Regions from separate parts of the Mus musculus genome. Here all the other regions are linked to region 1. Evidence: chromatin contacts called from public Hi-C and HiChIP or PLAC-seq data. All regions are on one chromosome and are shown on one strand. Each heading gives the region's core, a stretch centred on a gene start, on an enhancer-like site or on the middle of the called end of the contact. The rest is flanking DNA. Distances are from core to core; before and after follow the strand shown.

Region 1 (4,950 bases), core at 1,279-3,778:
GAAAGGAGGCCCCGTAGGGGGTGGAGGGTGGAGAATGTGGCCTTGTCTGGGGTTTCTTTCAGCTGAAACCTGCCGCCTAGCTGCCTTCAGTTCAAACTGTCACCTTGAGTTCTTGCTGGCTTTTCTGCCCTCACCCCCAAAACCTCAACAGATCGGGCCCTATTTACCTATTCACACTCGGCCGTGGAAACTCATTAATAGGCTTATTAGTAACAGCATTCACGGGAGGCCATTGACAAAAGGGGTTCCAGCCACTTGAAGAAGGGAGAGGGGCTAAAAATCCTGCAAAGAGATGATTTTCTCATTCAGACGCCTGGCTGGGAGGAAAGCTTTCCTGGACCACTGAGGTCACTTGAAGTCTAAATGATGCAAAATGAATTTTTTTATTTTTCAAAAATTCAAAGCATGCTTTAAAAAAATTTTTTTTAAACTTAAAATTTTCCTATTGTGGATTTGTGGCTTTCCTAACTTGGGGGAAAAAAAAAGGTGCTCTTTGGCAATCAGGGCCTTTGGACGGTGGCTACCTTTTCATCTTCATACAGAACAAATTCTGCACGCTGCCTCTGACGTTAGTTAAAGAAGGTGTTTTTGTTTTCAGCGGAAGGGCTTCCCTCCTATTCAGCATCTATAAAGCTAGAGATGAATGGGGTGGGGGAGACAGGGACAGCGGCTTCCTGGGCCATTAATTTATGTGAGAATGTGTTAACCTCATTTTCAATGGCTGGTGGGCCCACTGCAGTAGGGAAAGAGCTCTGTCCTGAGACACGGAGTTTCTCATCAGTGGGGATCATAAAGATAGAAGTGCCAGCCTGGAGCAGGACCATTCCCTTGTGACTTCAGGTTAGGGAATGAGCACACATTGACACTGAATGGCTCAGTGTCAACCTGGCTGAGGTGTTCCCACCCAGGCCACAGAACTCATTCAAAACACACCCCTTTCCACTAGACATAAACAGATCATTTCGTTTGGAAATCCGGCTGTTATTTTTGTTGTTGTTGAGTTTTCAAATTCTAATTTCATAAGTATTTGCCTGAGGCATTGAACATGGATTTGCTACCCCTTGCTTTTTAGTGATGTGCATATAAGTTTCCCAGGCTATGCTGTGAACAAAGATGATCTGATCATGTGGGGCCTGAGGAATCGTGTGTGTAAATGGCATAAGGTAGAGTATTAGGGATTCTGGTACGTCTCCTCTTTCAAACCTGTGTCCCAGGTGGACTTTACTGTCTGGCTTTGTTTGTCTTTAGGCACCAGAGAGAGTCTAAGGCTTTTCTGAACTTAGTGACCTATTTGAGCCAGGATCTTATATAGCCCAGGGCTGACACAAACTCAGCATGTACCTGAAACCATTTTCAAGCTCCCGAACTTCTCTTTATCCTGCGAGGTCTGGGACCTCAATAATTGACCCAATAATTAAGATTCAATTTATTTAGACAAAATGTAGCTGGCTTCAAACTTACTATGTAGACCAAGTTGGCCCCCAAACACAAGGCAATCCTCCTGCCTCACACTTCTGAGTGCTAGAGTTACAATTTATATGGCCTTGACTTTAAACACAACTGCTCAAGGGATGAAAGAGAGAAAGGGAGTGCGTACTGAAAGATAAATGATCTCAAGGTAGTCTAGTGGGAGAGACAAATGGGAGATGCCAATCATTACAGCCCGGCCTGACATTTAGTTAAAGAATCCTGCTTTGCAACAGAAGAGTGTAAGAGTCAGGGAGAGAATCCAATTTGCTCACGGTCAGATGACTTGGTTTTTGGTAGAGTGAGTGTGTTTTCTGTTTCTGATTCTTTGTTTCTTTCTCTGTTTCTTTCTTAGGTGGCATGGAGATCAGGCCTTGTACATGCAAGGCAAGCGTTCTACTACTAGGCTACATCTCCAACACCTCTCTAGACTCTTTCAAGTTTCTTCCCCCTCTCATTAATTAATTAATTAATTAATTTTCATTTTATTTGATTGGTATGGATGTTTGCCTGCATGTCTGTCTGCACATTGTGCATGCAGTATCTCTGAAGGCCAGAAGAGGGCGTCGGGACTCCTGGAACTGGACTTAGAGGTGATTGTGAGCAAGCCAAGTGGATGCTGGGAATTGAACCAATCTCTGGCAGTATTCTTAAACTACGGAGCCATTTCTCCAGCCCTACTTTCTTTTAAATATTTATTTCTATTTTTAAACTATATGCCTGTATCTTTGTGTTCACGAGTGCAGTTTCCTAAGGAGACCAGAGGCTTTGGATGACTCTGCAACTGGGGTTACAGGCCATTGTGAGGGACTGATATTTAGCCAGCAACTGGCTTTTGGCCTTTAAGAAGGCAGGAAGCACTCTGAACTGCTGATCCATCTCCAGCCCTCCTTTGGATTTCTTTATGTTAACCTACATTGATACTATTAAAGATGTTTTCTGTTGTAGATTGCCTTTTCCCATGGCAGCCACATTAAAGGGCTCATCCAGCAGCCGGTTGTGTTAACCTCTCCGATCTTCAGTTTTCTTGTCAGAATCTGGTTCTGTTACTCTGCAGGCAGATGTGCGGATAAGTACAATTACCTATTCACGTGTTCCCTTCCTAAAGGAGGGTTTCCCAAACACTCGTCCCCTGTCTATTGTTCAGAGGAACAAGACAACGCAACATCTCCCACGAACATCCGCTGCTTCCACCCTCAAAGCTTCATGACATGAAATGTCTGGCCCCAGTATGCTGCAGACCTATTCTAAGGTGTCTGAAGTTGCACAGCATTCTGTCATTTGTTTCCTAACTTGACATAAAACAACGTAACGCATCCACTGTGCACCAAAGCTGGCTAGGAACTGGGGCAGTGGCGTACAGAGGCCGTTCACCAACAGGGTTCCGAGAGGTCATCTGTGCACCCCTGCGGGCAGCGCGGCGGGGCCCCTCGCCTGCCTGGCGGGTGTCTCTTTGCGGCTGCTAGGCTTCGGGGGCAGCGCGGGGCTCGGGACTGCCCCAGCGCGAGGCGCTGATTGGCAGAGCGGGCGCCGCCGTCCAGGAAACGGCTCGGGTTTCAGCGGGGGGCGTGACCCGCCCGAGGAGGCTGCGGCGGCGGCGCGGGCGGCGAGGGGAGAGAGCCGGGAGAGGCGAGCGGCGGCGGCGGCAGGCGCGGAACGGGCGCACGGACGATCGAACGCGCGGCCGCCAGAGCTCCGGCGCGGGGGCTGCCTGTGTGTTCCTGGCCCGGCGTGGCGACTGCTCTCCGGGCTGGCGGGGGCCGGGCGTGAGCCCCCGGGCCTCAGCGTTCCTGAGCGCTGCGAGTGTTCACTACTCGCCAGCAAAGTTTGGAGTAGGCAACGCCAAGCTCCAGTCCTTTCTTCTGCTGCTGCCCAGATCCGAGAGCAGCTCCGGTGTCATGTCCTAGCTGTTCTGCGATCCCCGGCGCGCGTGAAGCCTCGGAACCTTGGCGCCGGCTGCTACCCAAGGAATCGTTCTCTTTTTGGAGTTTTCCTCCGAGATCATCGCCTGCTCCATCCCGATCCACTCTGGGCTCCGGCGCAGCACCGAGCGCAGAGGAGCGCTGCCATTCAAGGTAATCGTCGTGCCGAACGCCTCTGGGAGCTTCGCCAGCCGGGAAAGTGGGTGCCGTGGGAGGATGCGGGGGCGCAGGATCCCCGGGAGGAAGGCGCGGGTAAACCTATTTGGGGGCGCACCCTGTCAGTCTCTGACTGTATTGGTGATGGAGGAGTGGATGAATGCGGATGGCTGGCTTTGGGGGAGTTCTTTCAGCACCTCCATCCCAATGCTGACATCTGCCTCTGCCGCTGGCACCCCTTTCCTGTCAGACTCCGGCGGGCACAGTCCTGCCTACTGGGCGCGTTCCTTTGAGCTCAGAGCCGGCGCGCCGTGGGGCCGCCTGCCAGTGGCACAGCCCATAGGCGGTTCGGGAAGGGCATCTTTGGGGTGCCTGGTCCTTGGATTCTGGAAGCTCCAGCCTGGTACTACACAAACCCTTATGAGAGATCCTTTCTTGGGAAGAAACTGCTGGAGTGTGGTCAGGCAACATCCCCAAAGGGATGGAGATGCCGGGACGACACCTTTAGGGAGGCAGTGGCTCTGGTCCGGGATTCCGGTGCTGGCCATCCCTCACCAGCCACAGCGGTTGGCGCAGGAGGGATCGCCGCGCGCCTGGGGCTAGGGGGCGAACTGGACCGACTTTTCCTAGTTCGCCTAGCTGCTCCGACCGCTGCCGCGCCGAGATGTTGAAAGCACAGGCGAGTTCTAACTTGCGCGCTCATTCTTTCAGCGCGGGGGAATCGGTCGAGGGCCCTGCGTGGCGCTGGCTTCCACCCTCGCGGCCAGGGGGCAGGCGCGGGAGGCCGGCTTCGGCTCCGTGCCCCTGCAAACTTCCCAAGACCTTCCTTCTCCCCCCCACCTCACCCCCCAGTTCAATAAAATCTACCCTTAAAGGCAGACTTGCTTTCAAATCCACGGCACCCATTATGTGTTTGGTGTGAAACGCTATCAACATTTAAAACTCTATTGTCCCAAGCGTCCCAAATCCCTGTAAATCTTCCACCAGCCTGGACTCATTTTCATCTGAAAAGCCTGTTTAGTTTGAATAGAAAAGCAATCAGGCGCCCCTCTCGCTCTCGTTGGAATGTCAATTAAAATGCAGATTTCTCAGAGCTCTTTAGCGCCCCAAGAAGTGGGACAAAACAGGATATTTCAGGCTGACAAATGAAAGAAATGCTACAATGAAGTGGGGTGGCGATGTGCACCCCAAACTGCTTGGAGTACCCACTGAAAGAGTAGGTCAGGGATTATGGTCTTACTTACGACAGCTTATATTTTTGGGGTTTCGTTGTGTTTAGGGCCCCCCCTTGGTGTCCCCCCCCCCCATGAGCCCATGACAGCTCCCTTCCCTATTCAGCCCCGTGGAGAAGTAAGGGAGCCTTGAACCAGGGTAGAGAGGCTACATTTAGTATTAACCTGGGAGT
Region 2 (4,950 bases), core at 1,518-4,017, 470 kb after region 1:
CTCATGGTTGGCATTGGGGGACTATGCCATTTGATGAAGTGGGCATCTCATCACACAAAAAGCACCTTCCTGGGAGCCCTGAGCCACCTGAGACTGTAGACATCAAAATCACAGGACCATACAGAGAGAGTATTACAGAGAAAATGGCCCTCAGGCCAGCCTGCTGGGCTACGGCCTCCAGCTCTGCTCCTCATTTCCCTGTGATCCAGTTTCCCTTAAAGACTATCTTATCTTTATATGTGTGTGGGTGTGTATGTGACTGAGTATAAATGTGTATATGTGGGTGTGAATGTGAGTATGTGCATGCCTTAGCATGTGTGTGAGTATGTTTGTGTTTGAGAGAGAGTGGGGGCTGCATGAATATCATGCTGCATGTACCTGTGTGTGTGTGTTTGAATGCCATGGTATGTGTGTGAGAGTATGTGTGCATGTAAGAACATGGATACATGCAAAGCCATGGTGTGTGTGTGTGTGTGTGTGTGTGTGTGTGTGTGTGTGTGTGTGTAGGTCAGAGAACAACCTCCAGCGTCAACCCTCACCTCATTCCTTGTTTGAGACAGGGTCTCTTTCTGCTTCATATTCTGGGCTAGTTTGAGCTTCTGGGGCCCCTCCTGCCTCTCCCTCCAGGAACACTGGGATTATAGATGTGCATGCTATCCTGTCCTGCTTTACATGGGTTCTGGGGATTTGAACTGAGGTCCTCACCATGTGTGGCAAGCATGTTTCATTCTCTGAACCTGCTCCCCAGCTCAGATCTTGTTTCAGAATCCCATCTCAAGCAATCTGGAAAGAGGATGACAGGAATTCAGACACTACCCTGAGAATGAAAACTCAAGACATCATGTTTTAATCCTCTGATGAGTGACTGCCGCCACCCTCCCTTCAGGAGGAAACCCAAGTTCTTCTGTAAGTCTCAAAGCCTAGGTGGCCTGTCCTGATGGCCTTCTGCCCACACTTAGGCAGAACTCCTTCCCACTCAGGGCTGAGGAGCTCAGACACTGTATATCCTCGTCATAGCTGAAGGTGGATACAGGCAAGGTTCTCTGCTCCTCTCTGCCTGGCTCCTTTCCCATCCCCTCCTCTGCCCACCTCTTATCTCTGTGCCCAGATATCAGCCCCTCTAGGGTCTCCCTAGCACCGCCCTGCAGATACTTGAGCTGCAGCCCCCCCCCTCCTTGCCTCTGAGCTATCATGCAGAACCATCTCAGGGGTATGTGCCTATGCCAGGCAAGGTAATTATTTGCTGAATGAATCTAAGCAGAGTTGACTCTTTTTTCCCCCCAGTAGGGACTACAGAACAGAAAAACAAATGGCCAAGAGCGGTTTGTCTAAGTTTTCCTTAGGAAGGTGGAAACAAGTGGATCCTTAGGGCTGGTTGATCAGCCCACCTAGCCAGTTTGCCAAGTTCCAGGTTTGTGACAGACCTTGTCTTGAAGAAAACAAGATCAATAGTGCCTGAGGAATACCTGATATTGTCCTTTGACCTCTAGATGCATGTACACACATGTGTGCACACACATATGCACTGGCACATGCATGCGTACACACACGCATGACATTTATTTTTGAAAGTGCTATCATTGAAGAACACATGGAGGCTGTTTGCTCTCCCGCAGTATCTGTTATTTTACAAAGGGACTATCTCCATCTATGACTGTCACAGCTTGGTATCAGATTAGGAAGAGCTCTGGGAGGGGTTTGCTTTGCTTTGGGGGCAGTGCAAACACACAGATGCCTTTCCGTTTCCTTCAGGATCTAACTATACTTGCTCCTCAGCAGTGCGGAAGTATTTGCTCCCAGTCTTGCCTGTGGAAGTGCAGGAATAACTTGCAAGAGTGTCACTGGAAATGTCCACTAACTGAGGATTGATGCTAAAGGGGAGTACCTGCTTCCTGGGGATGCAGTTTGGTTCACAGACATATGGATGCGCTTCACCCCAGTCCAAGTGTTTCTGAAGGGAAGAATCCCACAAACATACAAACTGCTTTACTCTCTGACTCATCTTAATCCCACAGTGCTACAGGGAGTTTAATATAAGAAGCGCAGGCTTTTGAAGCCCCCACCTACACTGTTATTATTGTTGGCACGGCTATTGAAGTGTGCAGCGTACATGATTGACGGATTGCCCCGCTCTTCTGCTGAGGTCATTTTGTAGTCTTGATCATAGCCAAAAGCTGAGCTGTACATTTGGAATCTGATTTGAAAGAGCTTTTAAGAATAACAGAAGAGGTTCATTTAGATTTTTTTTTTGGTAGGTAGCATAATTACCCTTAAACCCTATGGATAAGGTGATAAAAGACAAAGTGCCAAGGTGCTGAAAATCCCAAAAGACTTTTTTTCTGGCCAGCTGCATATCAGTCTATCCTCCCTCATCACCCCCCCTCCCCCATAGTTCAGACCCTATAGTGGAATTAACTAGGTCAGGTCATGAGCACATGACTCTGCTACAGTAATGGCTATATCACAAGGTACTTATCCCCAAGGTAAAAACAGACCTGGGGGGTATCTTCGGATTTAGAAGCACAGGCTTGTGTGACATTTGCATATGGCCCACACACTCCCCTGTTTCTCCGCCAACACTGGAGCAGAATACAGTTAAAGGGAAGATAAGCCCCTGGCCAGCTGAATGGAAAACATGTAATAAAATGACTATCTAGCCACTAAACCCAGATCTCTTTTCACCAACTCCGAGCCACCTCTGACATGACCAGGGCTCCTTGGGGAAATGCCTTGGCCCTGTACCAAGTAAGGAAAGTATGCCAGTGAAGTTCAATTGTGAGACTCATTGAATGGAGCTCTTTGTAGAAAAAAAGGAGGGAGGGGGGATGTTGTTGGACCTTGGCTGTTGGCTCAGTGCCTTGAAAATCCCTTACTCCTCTCTTGCAAATTAATCCACCCAGGCTACAGCATCCTCAGGCCACTGTGAGCACAGCTCTCTGGCTCGCTGGTCCTCAGGAGGACCCAGGTTCTTCTACAAGGACCTCCCACTTGGCTCTGCCTCTTAAAAAATGTCACCATCTCTTACATAGCTACGCTAGGAACCAAGCACCGAATACATAGATCTTAGCACCAAATGTGAGCCATGCCATGGCAACCAGGGAGCTTCACCAGAGAGTAGAGCCCTCGCAAGATGAACTGCAGCACCCGAGAGCAAAGTTCCTGGTTTACCAAAAGTACCCTAGAGGACCAAGGAGATGTTTCAGAGGGTAGGGGTGCTCTGAGCCAAGCCCAAAGACCTGAGTTTAATGCCTGGGATGCCCACATGGTGGAAGGAGAGAACCAACTTCTGCAAGTTGGCCTCTAACCTCCACATGCGTGCGCACTCAAGGAGGAAGATGGGGAGAAAATATAATCTTAAAACAAACAAACAAACAAACAAACAAACAGCCCTACCATAGAGACTGTGTAAGAAAGGTACTGTGTTAGAGTCCATCCAGCATTTGTGAATCTTAGTCTTACACTAGTTTCTCCATCTTTAGTACCAGGGCTGATCACTGCTGATTCTGTTGTGCTATAGTAAGCAAGGTTAAGGGAACAGATCATTGGAGTACACCCCCTTCCAGTTGACACTGGCTCTGGAATGGAGGGAGTCCCTGGGACATTTTCTTCCCCTACCCCACACAGCTTCACCCCTGACACCCACAATGCTGGCCAAAAACTGAAAGTATGTGTGATGTTAGTCCAGTATAAACCAACCAGGATGCTTTGGGATGGCGGGGAGCCTGTTTCAATCATCCCCATGCTGTGTATAGCTGGTGCCTAGGGTGTCTGCTAGTTTCTATAAACGTTTGTCAAATAAAATAAAAATATTTAGGGAGAGATGACAAGAGAAAGCAGAGCGGCCACAGCAGAGGTTCGGAGATATATGAGCTGAGGATTACAGACTGAGGGAGGGAGGCAGTGAACCCACCCAGCTGAGAACAATCACACACAACTTCCGGGAGGACGGGGGTTTGGGGGAATGCCTTAAACAGGAAGGTGGAAACCAAAAGCCATAAAGACAAAGCACAAGAAAAAAAAATTAAGCAGGTGTGCCCCTGAACTTGTGGGTCAAACACGTTTAATATGGAAAAGCTGAAAAATAATCAACCTCCAAATTGAATTAAACTAAAATTAAAAAAAAATTTTTTTTCTAGAATTTTCAGCCCTTATTTATAGTTCTGTCTTTTTCCTGACTTATTGCTTCTAGCTTGGTAGTTTCTTCTCAGGCTTCTTTTCTAGAATTTCCACTTGTTATCTCTTTAGGCAGCAGCTGAGGAGGGTCACATGGCATAGGTCCTAGAACTGGCAGCCCAGTGGCTACTTCCACAATATGTGAGTTAAATGTGCGTATGTATGGGGAGGGGGAGATGGTTCATAACATATGAGGCTTGGGCTAGCAAGGGAACTCAGATAGCAAGGTGCCTGCTGCTAACCCTGACAACCTGAGTTTGATCCCTGGAGCCTGCATGATGAGAAGAGAGAGAGAACTGACTCCTGCAAATTGTCTTTGACTTCCGTACACACCCCACAGCATGTGCCTACTCACCTCCCTACCACGATAAAAAGTGAATGTTAGAAAAATAGCATCTTAAGCAAAAATAAAGTGAATATATATATTGTTTCAGATGGCTTATTTCATTTATTTATTATATATGTCTGTGAGTGGGCACACATTTGTGTCTTGGGGTGTGTGAGGTCATTAGAGGTCAAACTTGTGGACGTGGTTCCTCTCCTTTCACCAGGTAGGTTCCAGGGCTCTAATTCTGGTCATCAGGCTTGGCCGCAAGCTCCTCTACTCTCCAATGCTGTCCCCCAGATGCACACTTGTAAGAAAAAACTATTTCTTTCAAAAGGGAGAATATCCTGATTAGTGTTGTGAGTTTGGGAAGATGGAGTAACGTCTTCCCTGAAGATTGTTTTGCTATTAGATGGGTTCATGGTGGGAGGTGCCACAGGGCTCTGCACATT
Region 3 (4,950 bases), core at 848-3,347, 420 kb after region 1:
AAAGTAATTTGTGCTCCTGTGCATAACTCCTCACCTATATTCTTGTAAGTAACTCAAACAAAGCACATTACTTCATCAAGTGGGACCTTTGTAGTCTGTCATGAGCTTCATATCTGGGATGAGTAGATATGCATGTTGCATTTCCCCAGGGAATAAAATTGTCGCACAACACTCCTGTAGCTCTTAAGGTCAAACAGAAGAAGTGTGTGGCCAGGGAAAATGGAGCTACTAAAGAAGGAGATGTGATCTAAGAGAAGACAGATGGATCAGGTTGGAAATGACACATTTGAGTTAGGAAGAGACCTCGCCCTGAGTCCTCAGTTATCAAAGTGGACTCTGAAAAGAGACATACCTTGTCTAAGGCACTTTAACTAATCATCCACACTACCTTGACTTTAGCGTGTCTCATATGCATGTCCACTGTTCGTTCATCTGGTAATGCTTACTAAGAATGGATTAAGTGACAGATAATGTCCTAGGTAGAGCAGTGATCACCCTAAGGCCATTCCTTACCTACGCTGGTTTCTGGTGAACAGTGCTGCATAAACACCTGCACACAGGGGTTCTTGTTGTATGATAATTGCATTTCCTTTCAGTATAAACCCCAGGAAGGATACAGCAGGAACCAACGATCTTTTCAGTTTTAGTCCTTTTTGGGTGTCTCCACAGTGGCTGTCCTGATGTATTTTCACTAACAATGTATATGCTTCTTTTACTACAACCTTGCCACCATTGCACATGTGCACCTGCCTGCGGTTCCTATCTGGGGCGAAGAGACATGCATGCTCATTTCCCTAGGAAAAAGAACTCAAAAGAACTGACAATATGAAACAAGCAATTTGATTTTAAAATGATTGAATTCTTCTCTAAAGGAGAAATACAAGTCGTTAATAAAAATATGAAAAAAAAAGCAGTATTGTTAGCAACCAGGGAAATGTGTACACGTATGTGTATGTGTATGTGGTGTGGTGTGTGTGTGTGTGTATTGTGGGGGGTGTAGGATATACATGAAGAGGGGAGAGCAGGGCAACAGTTTCCTTCCTCTATCAGTGTTCATGTTATTGCCTTAAGAGATGGTCTCTCACTGAACCACATGCTGTTTTTGCTAGACTGGATGGCTAGCAAGACCTTGCGGTCCTCTTTTCTACCCCTCAATAATGGGGTTGCATAGTAATGCTGGAATTACTTTACATAACCACTAGGAAACTGAACTCAGGTCCTCATGTATTTGGAACAGGCACACTTATCCACCAAGTCATCTTTCCAGCTCTTGCTTTGATTCTTTGGATAATAGCTATCCTAAGTGAGGTAAGACAGCATCTCTTTGTAGCTTGAGATGCATTTTCCTGGTGGCTAATGATACTGTACATTTCTCATATTTTTTATTAACTACTTGTATTTCTCCTTTGGAGAAGAATTTAATCATTTTTAAATCAATTTGCTTGTTTTGTACTGCCAGTTATTTTGAATTCTTTATATATCCTGGATATTGACCCTCTGTCAGATCGATGGCTAGTAAATATCTCCTTCCATTTTGAAGGCTTGTCTCTTTACCCTCTTGATTGTTTCTTTTGCCGTGCAGTTTTTAGCTTTATATAATCTCATTCATATATTTTTGCTTTCCCCCCCTATGCTTTGAGGATTCCATTTAAAAAATTATTGCCCATGGCAACCCCTTGAAGTGTTTCGCTATGTTTTCTTTTGGTAGTTTTAGAGTTGCACATCTCAAGGCTCTGTCTCTGATATATCTTGAGCTGTTTTGTCATTGTTGCTCAGAATGGGAACTAAGGTTTCAACTAACTTCCAAGCTTTTACAACTTTTAAGGAAATAAAAGGTAGTTTAAGTCAATGTCTTGTAGCTTGTCACTACAGAGCAGTGCCAGTGAATTCCGTGTCTCTATTCTGTGTGAGGCCACTAGCTTTTATGTTGTCCTTGACAACTTACTTTCTCTCATTCTGTCATGAAACCTTGTTAACTTAACCATCAAAATACACCCAGGACTCTGATGTGTTCTTCCTATCTGTATTGCTGTTGATCCAAGCCAACCGTTGACTCACTTCCAAGACTTTCTACCCAAATGTATTCCAAGTCCCTGACTCAGCATCTCTTCTTTGCTGGAGAGCGCTCAGAGGAAGGTAGCTAGCAGCCAAGGGAACACGAGGCTCCTGGGAGTGGCTCCTTCCAACGTGTCTAGATTCTTGTGGTTTTCAGGACATGGGCGTGTTGGCCTTGCATTTTCTGCTGACAATTTTTACCCTGCCTTGTAAGCTGAGCCCCTCTCTGATTGGTGTCTCTGAGCTCAGAGCTTAAGCTTTGAAAGGGTTGAAATCTACTTCTCCAAAGGTAGCCACACACAGAGAGAGAAAAAGACAAATCTGAGCCAGAAATACACTGGTTCTAACCCACGGCTCACTAGCATCCTAGCTGCATGTCAGCCTCAGTTTCTGACCCCTTTCTAGGTCTTGGCTTCTTAGTCTATAAAACTGGTGTAATTTTCATTTCCCTGAAGACTTAGCTTTCCAGCCCCATAAACTCCCATGCACCTGCCTCTTAGAGGTTTATTGTAACATCCAATATAGATGTGTTTCCTATATCTGTGGATTGTTTTACACACACACACACACACACACACACACACACACACACACACACACACACACACACACACACACAGTGTCCAAAGGAGAGATGTTAACACTGGGAACTGAATTGAAAGAACTTTAGCTTTGAACTATTAACATATGTTGGTGTTTGTTTCAATGGGCCATTAACTCTTCAAGTATGATTTTCTTTGTCTTGCTACTGAACTTTGCATGAATTTTAAATTAAGGCAATATTGAGAACTTAATGCCAAGCGAACAAAATTTCTCCGTTGGTCCTATGGCCATCACAAGAGCCCCAGGGAGATCTGAAAGGGGTGCATGTGTGGCTACATAATGTGGAATGTTGCTGTGGTAAGCACCAACCAAATGCTTACTTGTGCTTGACTGTAATGAACACTTGGTACCTTCCCCAGAGAGTCTTAACCTGCAGTAGGAAGCCACGCGACTCCATTACTAAACTGAGACCTGGTACTGGCATCTGGATGCAAATTTTAAACACACTAACTTTGTTTTACTCTTCAGTAGTGGCTTTGATTCCAACTTGGGGACATTAGTAAAACCAGACATCTGTGATGTCTCCCTGATAGTATTATTCACGGGCAAGTCTGGTTTGACCCGCACCTCTGAGTCTACACTGTTCAAGGAGGAGCTTTCTGGAAAGGCAAACACCATCAGTTGTCGTCTTGTTTCAAATGCCTCACTGTGTTGTAATTTCATTGTTGTTTTAATTAAGGTTGTTCATCACTTAAGGCCTTTTAGCCTGGCAAATAGTAGTTCAGGTTTATAAGAAAGAATAACAGGGCCCCCCTCCTGCTCCTCCCTCTCCCCAGCACCTCTTCTTGGAAGGTGTTCCCCACCCTTACAGATCCTTCACACAGCTCCCACCGTGCTCTTCCACCTGGTACCTGGCAGTGTATTAGCGCCCAAAGATGTCCATGTTAGATTCCCAGACCCTGTGTTGACCTTAGGTTATTTTAGCAAAGGCCAGTCAAGGCTATCAATCTGCAGACTTCAAAACGGGGAGGATTTCCCAGAGTTATCTGGGTGGATGAATGTAATCAGGAGGCACCTGGAGTGAAAGAAGGACGCAGAGCTTAGAAGTTAAGCTGAATGCATCCTTGTTGACTTTCACACCAGTGGAAGGAGACCATGGACCAAGGGATGTGAGGCACCTCTTGTTCTGAAAGCAAGGGCGTGGCTTCTCCTCAGTCTCCAGAAAGCAAGGCAACCTGCTGCAGGCTTGATCTGGATCCCTGCTGACACCCAGTGAGAACTGACTGAGGTTGCTCGGCTGTGCTATGTTCTTCTGAGAAGCTGCGTTTGGAGAACATTGGGTGGCCGAGGCAGACACCTAATACACATCCCATGTCCCATTTCTTGATTGTCTTTCTTTTGGTTCTAGAGATTGAGTGTAGACTTGCTGCTACAGGGGGTGAATATTCACCTTAGACATGACCTCTTCCCATCCCAGCTCCTCTCCTTACCACCGTCTGCCACCATTACAGCACAGGTTCTCAACCTCAGTCCTCCACTCTTGTACTCTGCCCAGGGCAGTCTTCTGCTGGATCTGCTCTTTGGTGACCATTTAGATATCTTCTTCCTCAACCGTACTGACGATCACCTTCTCCCATATTAGGGCTCTACAAGGATCCCATTTATTCTTCCTACATTGTTTCTCTCATTCTCTATGTCTGGTGTGTGTGTGTGTGTGTGTGTGTGTGTGTGTGTGTGTGTGTGTGTGTGTGTTCCTCATGTACACATGTGCTCAGTGAGGCCAGGGGAGGGTGTTGGATTCCCTGGAGCTAGAGTTTTGGGCAGTTATGACCTGCTCAGCATGGGTCCTGGGGACTGAGTGGATCCTCCGGAAAGGCAGCAAACACTCTTAACCTCTGAGTCATCTCTCTGGCCCCTAAACGTGTCTTCATTTCAGCCTGGGGAAATGGCTCAGGGATAAAGGACTAACTGTGAAAGCTTGAGGAGTTGACTCTGGATCCCTAGGATACACGTTAATGCTAGGGCAGTGGCCATGTCTGTAATCCCAACACTCCTCTGGGGATCTGGGAGGAGAAGCAGAAGGATCCTTGGTGCTCTCAGGCTGCCTAGCCTGGCATATCACCACAAACAAGAGACCCTGTCACAATCAAGGTAAAGGTAAGACCAACACCCAAGGACACTCTGACCTCCACACACATGCCATGGCATGCACAAACATATACACACAGATTAAAAACAAGCCTTTATTTCACCTTTGCACGTGGTTGGTGGACACTGGTAATATATAGTGAAGGTGGTGTTCCTCAGTTAGGGAAGCTTTGCTGCACTATCTAGGGTTTTGAGTAATCTGAT
Region 4 (4,950 bases), core at 1,285-3,784, 390 kb after region 1:
ACCAAGGACACAAATCTTTGGCAAAAGTAAAGTGGTTTGAGGCAATGATTTGAAGGGTGGGTGGTACCTTATCCCTTTCTGGAGCAGCAATTCCATCTTTGAGAATCTTACACACTGAGTTCCATATTGGACATGTAGGAAGGGATTCTCTTTAAAAAATGGTAACTTATTTTCTGTCCAGTATTGTCTTTCCCCCAAACAAAAAATTTCATGACATTTAGTTTTTCTTCTCAAGCATGTATAGTCTTTACAGTGTGTAGATGAAGCATCTCACACATTCCTGATCTTTCTATAACACCCACGCCTCCTAATCAGGTTGCATGGCATCGGGAACATGGCATAGGTCAGACTGTTGGAGAATGCATGCACATGGTTCATATAACTGAGCTGCCCAGAAATATGCTGTGTGTTTGCTCTGTGTATCCAGAGTATAATTTGCTTCTAGGAATGTCAATATTCAAGAGAAGGAAGAATAAACTTTCACTTCACAATGAAACTAATGACACCTAATGCTCTTAGCCATTGGTGAATTAGACATGACTATAATACTATGCGTACCAAAGAACATGACCTCAACATTATAATCTTTGTCAAAGCCTCATTTACTTTTTTTAAAATGCAGCTACTTATAGAAATTTTGGGCATTAGTATAGCCCTTGAACATTTGGGGACCCAGAATGAACAAAAGCCAAATATTTAATTCTTTATTTTTATTGAATTTATTTATTCACTTTACGACTAAATATCAGTCTCCCCCCACCACTCCCTCGTGCAGATGCTACCCTCATTCTTCCCTCACTTTCTCCTTTGAGAAGAGGAAGCCCCCTCTAGGTATCACCCCTGACTACATCCCAGTCACCACCACCACTCCCACCCCCACCCCACCCCAAGCCTCTGCACATCATCACTGCAGGACAACTAGGTGCATCCCCTCCTGTCTCACCAGACAAGGTGGTCCAATTAGGCCAATGGGATCCACAGCTAGGCAGGCAACAGCTCACTCTTTGGTTGGTGGTTCAGTCTCTGGGAAGCCCCAAGGGTCCAGGTTAGTTGACTCTTGGTTTTCCTGTGGAGTCTCTGTCCTCTTCTGGTCCCTCAATTCTTTCCCAACTCTTCTGTAAGACTCCTTGAGCCACTGTAAATCTTTAGGGACAAAATTGGGTGAGATGGTGTAGGCGTGGGGTGCCAAGTCAAACCTTGTGGGGGCCAGTTTGCTTATTCAAGTCTCTTTCCTGGGCAGAGAGTGACATTCTGTGGTGGTTTGAATGAGAATGGCCTCCGTAGGCTCAGATATTTGAATGCTTGGTCAACCAAAAGTGGAACTGTTTAAAAGAATAACAAGAGCTAGGAGGTGTGGCCTTGAAGGAGTAGGTATGGTCTCCTTGGAGGAAGTGTGGAAGTGTGTGACTGGGAGTAGGCTTTGAGGTTTCAAAAGTGCATGCTAGACCCAGTCTCTATCTACCTGTCTACCTGTTTTTCTGTCTACCTGTCTTTCTGTCTGTCTATCTGTCACCTGTCTGTCTGTCTGTCTATCTATCTCTATCTTCCTCACTCCCACACTCTGGCCTGCAGATCAGGAAGTAGCTCTCAGTGGCTGCTCTCTGCCAGGTGTGTCACCATGATCCCCACCATAATAACAATGGACAAAAACCTCTGAAACTGTGAGGAAGCCCTCAATTAAATGCTTTCCATTGCCTTGGTCATGGTGTCTCTCCGCAGCGATAGAACAGTAACTAAGACAGGACTTATTACTGCTCTCTAAGGGAAACTGTTCTTCCACACCTCCATATCATCTGTTGCTTTAGAGCAGTGGTTCTCAACCTGTGGGTCACGACTCCCTTAGGGGGTTGAATAACACTTTCACAGGGGTTGCCTAAGACCATTGGAAGACACAGATCTTTACAATTAATTTATAACAGTAGCAAAATTACAGTTACAAAGTAGCAACGAAAACAGTTTTATAGTTGGAGGTCACCATAGCATGAGGAACTGTATTAAGGGGTTGCAGCATTAGGGAGGGTGAGAACCACTGCTATAGAGCAACTGTTTCAAGTTTCTCACCCACAGAAAGATCCAACCCTTGGTTGAAGGGTTTCAAACTCCTTGAAGCTGCCATCCTTAAATCCAACCTCAAGAACTCATGCTTGCATTCCATAATGTTTGGGTGGCTGACCACAGCCTGCAGTTTTTCTGGGTTATTTTTAGAGTGTGAGCTATGCAGCCCACTGTTTACTTTGGTCAAATTAGCTGACTGCTTGGCAGGTGGCCCTTCCCTTTCCTATAGATTGACACCACCTTCATTTTGTCACTTCCCAAGTGGCCCAGCTATCTAGGGAGAGGGTGCTATCAGGACCATCACAAGTGAACAATAGCTGGTACAAAACCCTGCTCACAGAGAAGGGCCGCGGACACCAGCAGAATTTGCTTTTATTTATTTATTTATTTATTTATTGGTGCTAAGCATGTTGCCAGACTTCAGTGGTGCCAACTAGACTTAGCTAACCCAAACACAGAGCCAGTTCTGGGAGAGCAGCAGGAATGTGAAGCAAGAGTACTCTTTGTTTCTGATAACTGCATTTTCAGGGATGGATTGCTTTTCTTCTCCTGTTTGTAAAAATATGCTGGCAAGATGAGTGCTTATGTGAAACCCAGTGAGGGAGACATAAGGTCCCAAAGCAGAGAATGAACTGAGGGAGGGGTGAGGTGTGGTGGGGAGGGGGGATGGGCAGACTGTGTAAGCACAAAATGTGCGGGGCAATGAAATGGCTTCGTCCCGTGTTCTAGCCAACCAAGTGTTTTCAACACCGAGCCTGGAATGTTACCTGCTCTTTCAACATACTTCAGTGTGCTCTGGGCTTTGTGCTGTGTGCCATGATTTGTTATTTCAGAACAGCTTGAAACCCTGCGCAAAGTTCAACATATGACCCCATCATTTTAAGGTAATAATATAGCTTTTAAAGTGCTTTCCTGGCCCCCACTTCATGTGAGAAGTTCATTGCACATTATAAATTCCCCTTTGCTGATCGGCAGCACGGACTCCTTGCCTGGCTAGGCCGCTCTCCAGTGTGTCAGATCTCTCTCTCTTCTCAAGTTAGGTGAGTGTGCACTATTTACAGACTATGTCTCAGAAAGCATGCAGCCCTGGACCTTCACCCATCCTAGTAATGATCATTAAGTGAGCCAGGAGGAAAGGGGAACTCTCTAAGCAAGTGATATGAAGCAGATGTGGCCTCAGAAGTAACCTCTCAGAACGTCCCTTCAATGTGACATCTTTTCAAGTTATAGAATCACCATTACTGTGGATTGTTTAAATATATGACGTGAGATTTAGCAGCTGGGGAACACTTGGTTATCTGCTTCACAGTGTTAAATCCCAATAAATGTTTTGAGCCTCGAGCTGGTGTGTAACATTACCAAATCTTTCTTTCTATTAAATGAAACTCCTTAGATCTCGTGGCACAGCTGAGCTTTGTAATAGCAAAGGATTATGGGCCACATGCTAACTCAGTATGACATACGCTCTCCCATAATTATTGTAGCTGTTTCAAAAGTTGTTGATTTTAGCATGTAATTTTATTTTAAATGTTAGTGTGAGAGGTGTCATGGGGCCTCGAAGCAGGGCCGAGGAGGGAACCCTCCAGCTAGGGGTTAGAGCTATTTGGTTTCGTCAAATACTCGTTGAGAGAAAAGAAACAGAAAGCTGGATAGGTATTTTGTAATTAGAACTACAGGTTTGGTTAACTAGAAAGCCTGCTGAGTTGGCTGGTCAGGCTTAGAAACTTTGTTATATCCCAGTTTCAGCCTCCTGGAAAAAGGCTCTGATATTGAGGGCCTGACTCCTGTCAGTTCACACAAGCTTTCCCAACCTCACTTATAACAATGCATCTTGTCCTTTGTGTTTTCCTTGGCTCTGACACAAAGACTGTAGAAGTCTGAGACCTCTTGCATGGTATGGAGCCCATTCCTCAAAAACAGGTTGAGAAATCAAAGAAACAACCAGCTAGTGGCAATGCAGTGCTCAGATCTCAGATTACAGCCCAAGTCACTACCCAGCCTCTTCATTTTCTCTGGTCACATTTGTCCCCTAAGCCTTGGGTTTTGTTGAAGGAGGTGAGAGGGATTGATGAAGCATCAAGAGGACAGGGGAGCATACCAGCCCTCAGTGACCTCCACATCAAAACTTCCTGACTCCTTGCTTCTTTGGAAGGAGGGCCATCCGGAGCCTTCTGTGTGCCCATCTGTAAGATCCCAGCTCCCATGGCTCTCTATCACTTCTTACTGCTTGGGGCTTGCCCTGTGACTCCAATAGCATTTGAACAAGAACACTTTTCTGAGGCAAAGTCCCAACTCAGCTAGGAATCCCGATGCTATTTTTTTGGAGGCCATTTCCAGGAAGTGAGTCCTAGTGGACCCTACAAATGAGGGCTGATTCCTTCTTATGATGCGACTGGGTTCCTAGGGTCAGTCAGGGTCTTTATTCTGTCAGTGTTGCTGGTGTCTGCCCTTTCATTGGACTCTACCAGCCTTCTGGAAATCTCTTTCTAGTTCTGAGAGAATAACATTTGTCCTGTAGTATCCATGGGGCTAATTTCTGACTCCCTACCGGTTCAAGTTCCTATACACTATTTGCATAGAACTGACTCATGCTTGTATCCCACTCATGGCCTACAAGTTTCAAAAGTAGACATAAGTTTATCCTGAGTGATCATGTGACATTACATTGTCACCTACAAAGATAATACTTGAGAACTATGACAGCAAGTTTTTTTTAAATCACATATGAAAACCAAACCAAACCAAACCAACCAAAAACCTTCAATGTTCTAAGTAAGCTTATTTATTTATTTATTTATATCCCCCAAACTGCCCTGACACCCTGTCCTCCCTCTCAGAGTTCCTTCCCCCATGCCCCTCCCCTTGACTCTGAGAGGACAGCCCCCCCATATCCCC
Region 5 (4,950 bases), core at 1,561-4,060, 340 kb after region 1:
GGCTATTTTGTGTAGGCGGGACTCATCCCATTTGGCTAAGTTTACTAATTATTATCCGCACTAGCTACTCACTTTGTTGCTGTGCCAAAGCACCTGCAAGAACAACTTTAGGAAGGAGAGGTTCACTTTGGCTCCCAGTTGGGAGGTACAGTCCATCATGGTGTCGAGGGCTTGAGACAGCTGGTCACATGACATCCACTGTCAGAAAATAAGGTGAAAATTGCTGGCCATCCTTTTTATTCATTCCAGGCCCTCCGCCCAAGGCATTGCATCACTCATATTTCATGAGTGATATTTCACATAACATTGTTCTGCCTCAGTTAACCTATTCTAGCTAATCCTTCATGGGCAATGCCCAACTGTCTCTTCAATGACTAGACACTGTCAAGTTGACAATCCAGGTTAACCATCACATTATCATACACTTGAGGATACAGTACCGGGACTTCACAGATGGATCCCCTGATGATAAAGGTGTAGAGGCCAGGGGCTAGCAAGAGGAACTTTTAGTGAGGGAGACATGTTAACAGCCACCAAGCCTGTGTGACATCTTCTATGTCAGGCTTGCTTTAATTCTCTATGTTAAGGAAGGTGATCCATAGCATGAACTGTGGCTAAGATGTCAGTGGGTGTCCTTGTGCCATTTTGCAGTGAACACTCTCAGTAGCTCTCTTGGTGGCTAGATGCATGACTGTATTACTTCCATGAAGAAGAGTGACACAAGGTTTTACCTCCAGGATAAACTTTCTATTTTAAAAGCCCTTTGTCTCATTAGTAGATAGCTCCATAAACACAGAGGAGCTACAAAGGACACCCTCACCACATTTTCATATCTAATATCATGTTAAATGTGGGCAAGCCTAATGCCCCATGCAACCACTTAGTTTAACATTATTAAACATCTGTGATTCACTGAGCTCTGGCCTAGGTGCTGAGATTACAAGAACCATAGCTGGTGTTCAATTAATAGTTGACAGCTGGGACAATAAGTCTACACTTGTCAAGGAGGAGACAAAGGGGACCCATGATCCATGAAAAATGTCAGGTTTTCCTTTTTGGCATAATTTCTTCTTTCCTAAAGTAGTGGAAGAAAATGAGATTAGTCTTTGAGCCCTGAGATTTTTAAAGAAATCAACAACATGGAAGCCTGATTGGATCTTTACAACATGTTTAGATTTACATTGTGTGTGTATTTTGCCTGCACGCATGCCTGGTTCCTAACAGAGACCAGAAGACGGTATCAGATCCTCTTGGACTAGATTCACAGATGGTTGCTAATCACCATGTGGGGTCTGGGAATTGAACCTGGGTCTTCTAGAAGAGCAGCCAGTGCTCTTAACCACTAAACCATCTTTCCAGCCCCCGTAACTGAATCTTCTTAGCTACAAGTCTTATTCATGTGTAGGGTGAAATATTGCTTCTTCCCAAGGCATAGAATCTTCAATGGGTTAAGACTTGGGACCTTAAGAGTTGTGTAACCCTGAGCATAAGTTGTAATGGCCTTGAATTTGCCTAGGTGGATGTGTGGTTAAGTATGTAGATCAGCCAAACACATCCTTCCAATTTAGATATTTTTCAATTAAAGTTTTCTGAATTTATCTCTAACAATTTGAAGTACACTTATGTGCCTGCTTTTACTTTTTTTCTGTCTGGTTCATACTGGTTTACTTTGAGCACCGTGTGGCATGGTGAATGAGCTTACACATGGACGTAAGAACCCACTTGCACCTGGAGTTTTTCTGACTCTTGCCCTCTTTCCCCTGGATTTCAGTAACTTGGGATGTTGCATAGTAAGTTTTTGTTTCAGAGTTAACTACTTAAAGATGGCAATCCCAGCTTATACCAGACTCTAAGCTCTTTCCAGCCAGGGACCACATCTGAAACTTCTCTTGAAGCCAACCTCTCAAGCTAGGATGAAGGAACTCGTTGGTTGAGATAGGAGTTTGGAGACAAGGGCGATGGCACAGCTGGGAGAGTGTTTGCAAGCATAAGGAGTGGAATTCAACTCTCAAAATACATGGAAAATAAGTCAAGTGTGGTGGCACACACTCTTGTAACCCCAGTGCTGGGTGCTTGGAGACAGGCAAATCTCTGGGTGTTTCTGGCTGGCCAGGCTAGCCTGGTTGGTAACTTTCAGGCCAGAGAAAGAATCTGTCTTTAAAAACAATGAGTGGATGGCACCGGCGGTGCATAGCAGCTGGGGTTGTCCTCTGGCCTTTACATGATGCCCTCATAAGAGCACATCCAGGCACACACACCCACATTCATGCACACACACACACACACACACACACACACACACACACACACACTAGAAGGTAGGCCCAAATTCAGGAAGGACCCTCTTCCACCTATCCAGTTCCCAGTAATAGCAGAGTCATGTATCTCAGGAAGAGAAAGACATGTCTTATTTCCAAAACACAACTCAGAAACCGTGAGGTTGCTTAGTTTCTAGGCAGTGACACTTGGTACTATTTCTAATGCAGTTGTGTGCAATTGTCATTACATCATTGGCTATGTGAGTGGCTCCCACTTTATACCCATGTGAAGTACATTGTGGACTCAGGTGTGTGTGTGTGTGTGTGTGTGTGTGTGCTTTGTGAAAAAAAAACCCTCAAAGAGATAGAGAATTAAAGTGATGGCACTTGCTCTCCATCCTTGAAGGATGAAAGCGATGACACTGGGCTTGCTGGGTAGGCACAGTTGGAGGCAGGATTGCAGACAGACCTGTGTAGCCTAGTTCTGCCTGCTTTTCCCTTGAAGCTCTGTGAAATGAGTCTGGATCATTGTGATCAAAATGAAGGAGATGTGTTTGTTATTGAAGATCTCTGGGATTATTTGGCTCTCACTTTCTGTATTCAGTGTGAGACAGTGCTGACATTGTCTCCAAGGAAGCACTAAGCTCAAACACTGTTTGCAATAGATGTGCTGGCCAGAAGGCACAGCAGTTCCTAATAGCTGGATTGTCAGAAAACTGGCAAGGTCAGAATGTGGTCTGGGGGTCTCATGGATCCCACTCCCTAAAGAGACACTCAATGGAACAAGAGCCAGCATGGAGAAAAACCCTGGCTGTCTCTCAGGCAAGCTAACTCAGGCTTGGAGGAGCCCAGACAACTGTCACAATGGCTCCAGGGGTATTTTAATTTTTTAAAACTGGTTTTAGACTTTCTGAAACGTTGCTAAATTGTACAGAATTTTGACATATCCCTCATCTACTGTCTCCTGAAGTTAGCAAATTATATACATACTGTATAATGGTTAGAAGAGGACAGTAAGTGTTCATTGGCAAAGTGTAAATTCATATCCAGTTCTGCTAGTTTTTCATAGAAGGAGTAAACATTGCCCTTAGTTATTTTCCCTGAATGTTTGTCAAATTGTAACAGTCCCTCCCCTCCCCTTTCCTTCCCTTCCCCTCTCCTTCTTTCCTTTCCCCTCCTCCCTCCCTTTCTCCTATCTTCCTTCCTCTCTTCTTCTCACCCCTCCCTCCCCTTCCTTTCAGAGTTGTCTTCCTCTTGCCTCTGCCTCCAGAGAGCTGGGGTTAGAAGTGTGCACCATCATACCTGGTGATCTTGGTAATTTTGAAAATCACCAGTCAGCTGTTTTCAAGACAGTCTTTAGGCTCATCTGATAGCTTCTTATGGTGCAGTAGGGCGACACACATTTGCCAAGAATACTACAGAAACAGTTCTGTGTACCTCTCTGGGTTGCTGGTGCCTGTTATACATGAACTCGACCTTGACCTGATGGCTAAAATGTCTGCCAGTTTTCTCTGCTGTGGAGGTACTGTTCTTTCTCTTGGAGTCAGTAGATGTTTAGGGAGATAACGTGATACTAAGCAAATTCTGTTTCTCTTCTAGGGTTCTGCTATAATTTTAGCACCTACAAGGGGAGATCTGCAAAAAGTATTACTGTAGACACTGCCCATTCTTAGCACGAGTTTCCTGGTTCCCCCTCCCTCCCTACATTTTTTTCCTAATGAAATTCCCAGGAAGATCTAATAACAAGCATACTTATGAACATCAGAAAGGCAATGTGAACCCAAGGATAGTTATTTTATTGGATGAGTTATAGTCCAGTATTGTCATCACTTATTTTGTGCCTCAAGTTGCTCCTATGTTAGCTTCTAGGAGCTCCTGTGGTCTGGGTGTCCTGCTTCTTAAACAGTCTTACCATTTAAAAAAATAATCTTAAAATTTGTCATTATATAGAATTACATTATTTCTCCCTTCCTCTCTCCAATCCCTCTCTCCCCAACTCCCTCTCAAATACATGGCCACTTTTTCTTTAATTAGTATTTACACACACACACATATGTATATGTATATGTATATGTATATGTATATGTATACATACACACACAAGCACATATATTCATAAACATATAAGCAGAGCCTTCTTGGCCCGTGTGTATGTATGTGTATGCCTTTGGTGATCACCACTTGAAATTGGATAACCAATTAGGGGACTCATCCCTGGAGCTGAGCAATGCTCCCACTCTCAGCAGGCATTTGCTGTCTGGAGCCTCTGTCCAGGGATGGGCCCCCTGAGACTTCCCTCTTCCATGATAGCTTGGCTATTAATGTCGTCATATTTGAGTCTTATTTAGGCAGTGATGTTGTGGTGGGCATGACTTACCTGTCATTTTTTTTTTTTTTTACAAGACACAATTGTTCAGCAGACTTTCTGTTTCTTGGCTCTTACAGATTTTCTGACCTCTCTCCTGAGATGGTTCCCTAAGCCTCAGATACAGCAAGAGTTGTGATGGACCAGTGGGCTCCTGCAATCAGTTCCTCTCTGTATTTCGTCCAGCAGTGGCTTTCTGTGGCTGTTTCCATCTGCTGCAAAGAGAAGGTTCTTTGATGAGGAATGGGAGCTGCATTTATCATTGGGTGTAAAGATAAGTATTTAGGACGCAGATAGGTGTTATACTGGTCTACTGTCAGATGTGGG

Evidence for each region. Hi-C and Micro-C count contacts between places; a contact is called where the count stands out from the background. HiChIP or PLAC-seq counts read pairs in DNA pulled down with a chosen protein or histone mark.
Region 2: an H3K4me3 HiChIP or PLAC-seq map of neural progenitor cells shows a contact between it and region 1, with 19 times the contacts expected there. The contact joins the enhancer-like site here to the promoter of Fgfr2 in region 1. A contact is called at or near these places in 1 of 15 datasets of contacts at CTCF or cohesin (stem cell-derived epiblast-like cells), 11 of 484 Hi-C or Micro-C datasets (the AML12 cell line, cortical neurons, embryonic fibroblasts and 5 more), 19 of 115 datasets of contacts at active chromatin or transcription factors (the NIH/3T3 cell line, astrocytes, craniofacial prominence and 13 more) and 4 of 9 other capture datasets (adipose tissue, embryonic stem cells, liver and 1 more).
Region 3: a contact with region 1 is called in an H3K4me3 HiChIP or PLAC-seq map of embryonic forebrain, with 5 times the contacts expected there. The contact joins the enhancer-like site here to the promoter of Fgfr2 in region 1. A contact is called at or near these places in 3 of 39 promoter capture datasets (the 3T3-L1 cell line, cancer-associated fibroblasts and embryonic stem cells), 5 of 484 Hi-C or Micro-C datasets (the 3T3-L1 cell line, 3T3-L1-derived adipocytes, epidermal suprabasal cells and 2 more), 15 of 115 datasets of contacts at active chromatin or transcription factors (the NIH/3T3 cell line, astrocytes, craniofacial prominence and 11 more) and 7 of 9 other capture datasets (adipose tissue, embryonic stem cells, embryonic tail and 4 more).
Region 4: a contact with region 1 is called in an H3K27ac HiChIP or PLAC-seq map of vascular smooth muscle cells, with 12 times the contacts expected there. The contact joins the enhancer-like site here to the promoter of Fgfr2 in region 1. A contact is called at or near these places in 2 of 39 promoter capture datasets (the 3T3-L1 cell line and embryonic stem cells), 1 of 15 datasets of contacts at CTCF or cohesin (the NIH/3T3 cell line), 3 of 484 Hi-C or Micro-C datasets (the 3T3-L1 cell line, embryonic fibroblasts and uterus), 13 of 115 datasets of contacts at active chromatin or transcription factors (the NIH/3T3 cell line, craniofacial prominence, embryonic basal ganglia and 8 more) and 1 of 9 other capture datasets (embryonic stem cells).
Region 5: a Hi-C map of cortical glia shows a contact between it and region 1, with 2.1 times the contacts expected there. The contact joins the enhancer-like site here to the promoter of Fgfr2 in region 1. A contact is called at or near these places in 2 of 39 promoter capture datasets (the 3T3-L1 cell line and cancer-associated fibroblasts), 4 of 15 datasets of contacts at CTCF or cohesin (embryonic stem cells, large pre-B cells, pro-B cells and 1 more), 13 of 484 Hi-C or Micro-C datasets (cortical glia, differentiating embryonic stem cells, embryonic fibroblasts and 4 more), 19 of 115 datasets of contacts at active chromatin or transcription factors (the NIH/3T3 cell line, astrocytes, craniofacial prominence and 11 more) and 4 of 9 other capture datasets (adipose tissue, embryonic stem cells, liver and 1 more).

What each region holds. Positions count from the first base shown.
Region 1 is chr7:130,264,386-130,269,335 of GRCm38.p6, reverse strand. Fgfr2 (fibroblast growth factor receptor 2) reads left to right here and starts at 2,528. Exons shown (of 18, transcript NM_010207.2): 1 at 2,528-3,542. RefSeq lists a promoter at 2,970-3,195.
Region 2 is chr7:129,799,503-129,804,452 of GRCm38.p6, reverse strand. No RefSeq gene overlaps it. Among named protein-coding and RNA genes, the nearest start is that of Gm39095, 8.9 kb to the left of the region's middle. Within about 2 kb of position 2,767, at least 48 of the 459 cell types and tissues checked have an H3K27ac peak or open chromatin away from gene starts, as enhancers often do. A contact at or near this core is called in forebrain, neural progenitor cells, neural stem cells and 1 more, where this site is marked.
Region 3 is chr7:129,844,523-129,849,472 of GRCm38.p6, reverse strand. No RefSeq gene overlaps it. Among named protein-coding and RNA genes, the nearest start is that of Gm39095, 36 kb to the right of the region's middle. Within about 2 kb of position 2,097, at least 34 of the 459 cell types and tissues checked have an H3K27ac peak or open chromatin away from gene starts, as enhancers often do.
Region 4 is chr7:129,874,250-129,879,199 of GRCm38.p6, reverse strand. No RefSeq gene overlaps it. Among named protein-coding and RNA genes, the nearest start is that of Gm39095, 66 kb to the right of the region's middle. Within about 2 kb of position 2,534, at least 31 of the 459 cell types and tissues checked have an H3K27ac peak or open chromatin away from gene starts, as enhancers often do. A contact at or near this core is called in embryonic fibroblasts and vascular smooth muscle cells, where this site is marked.
Region 5 is chr7:129,926,236-129,931,185 of GRCm38.p6, reverse strand. No RefSeq gene overlaps it. Among named protein-coding and RNA genes, the nearest start is that of Gm4265, 33 kb to the left of the region's middle. Within about 2 kb of position 2,810, at least 6 of the 459 cell types and tissues checked have an H3K27ac peak or open chromatin away from gene starts, as enhancers often do. A contact at or near this core is called in cortical glia, where this site is marked.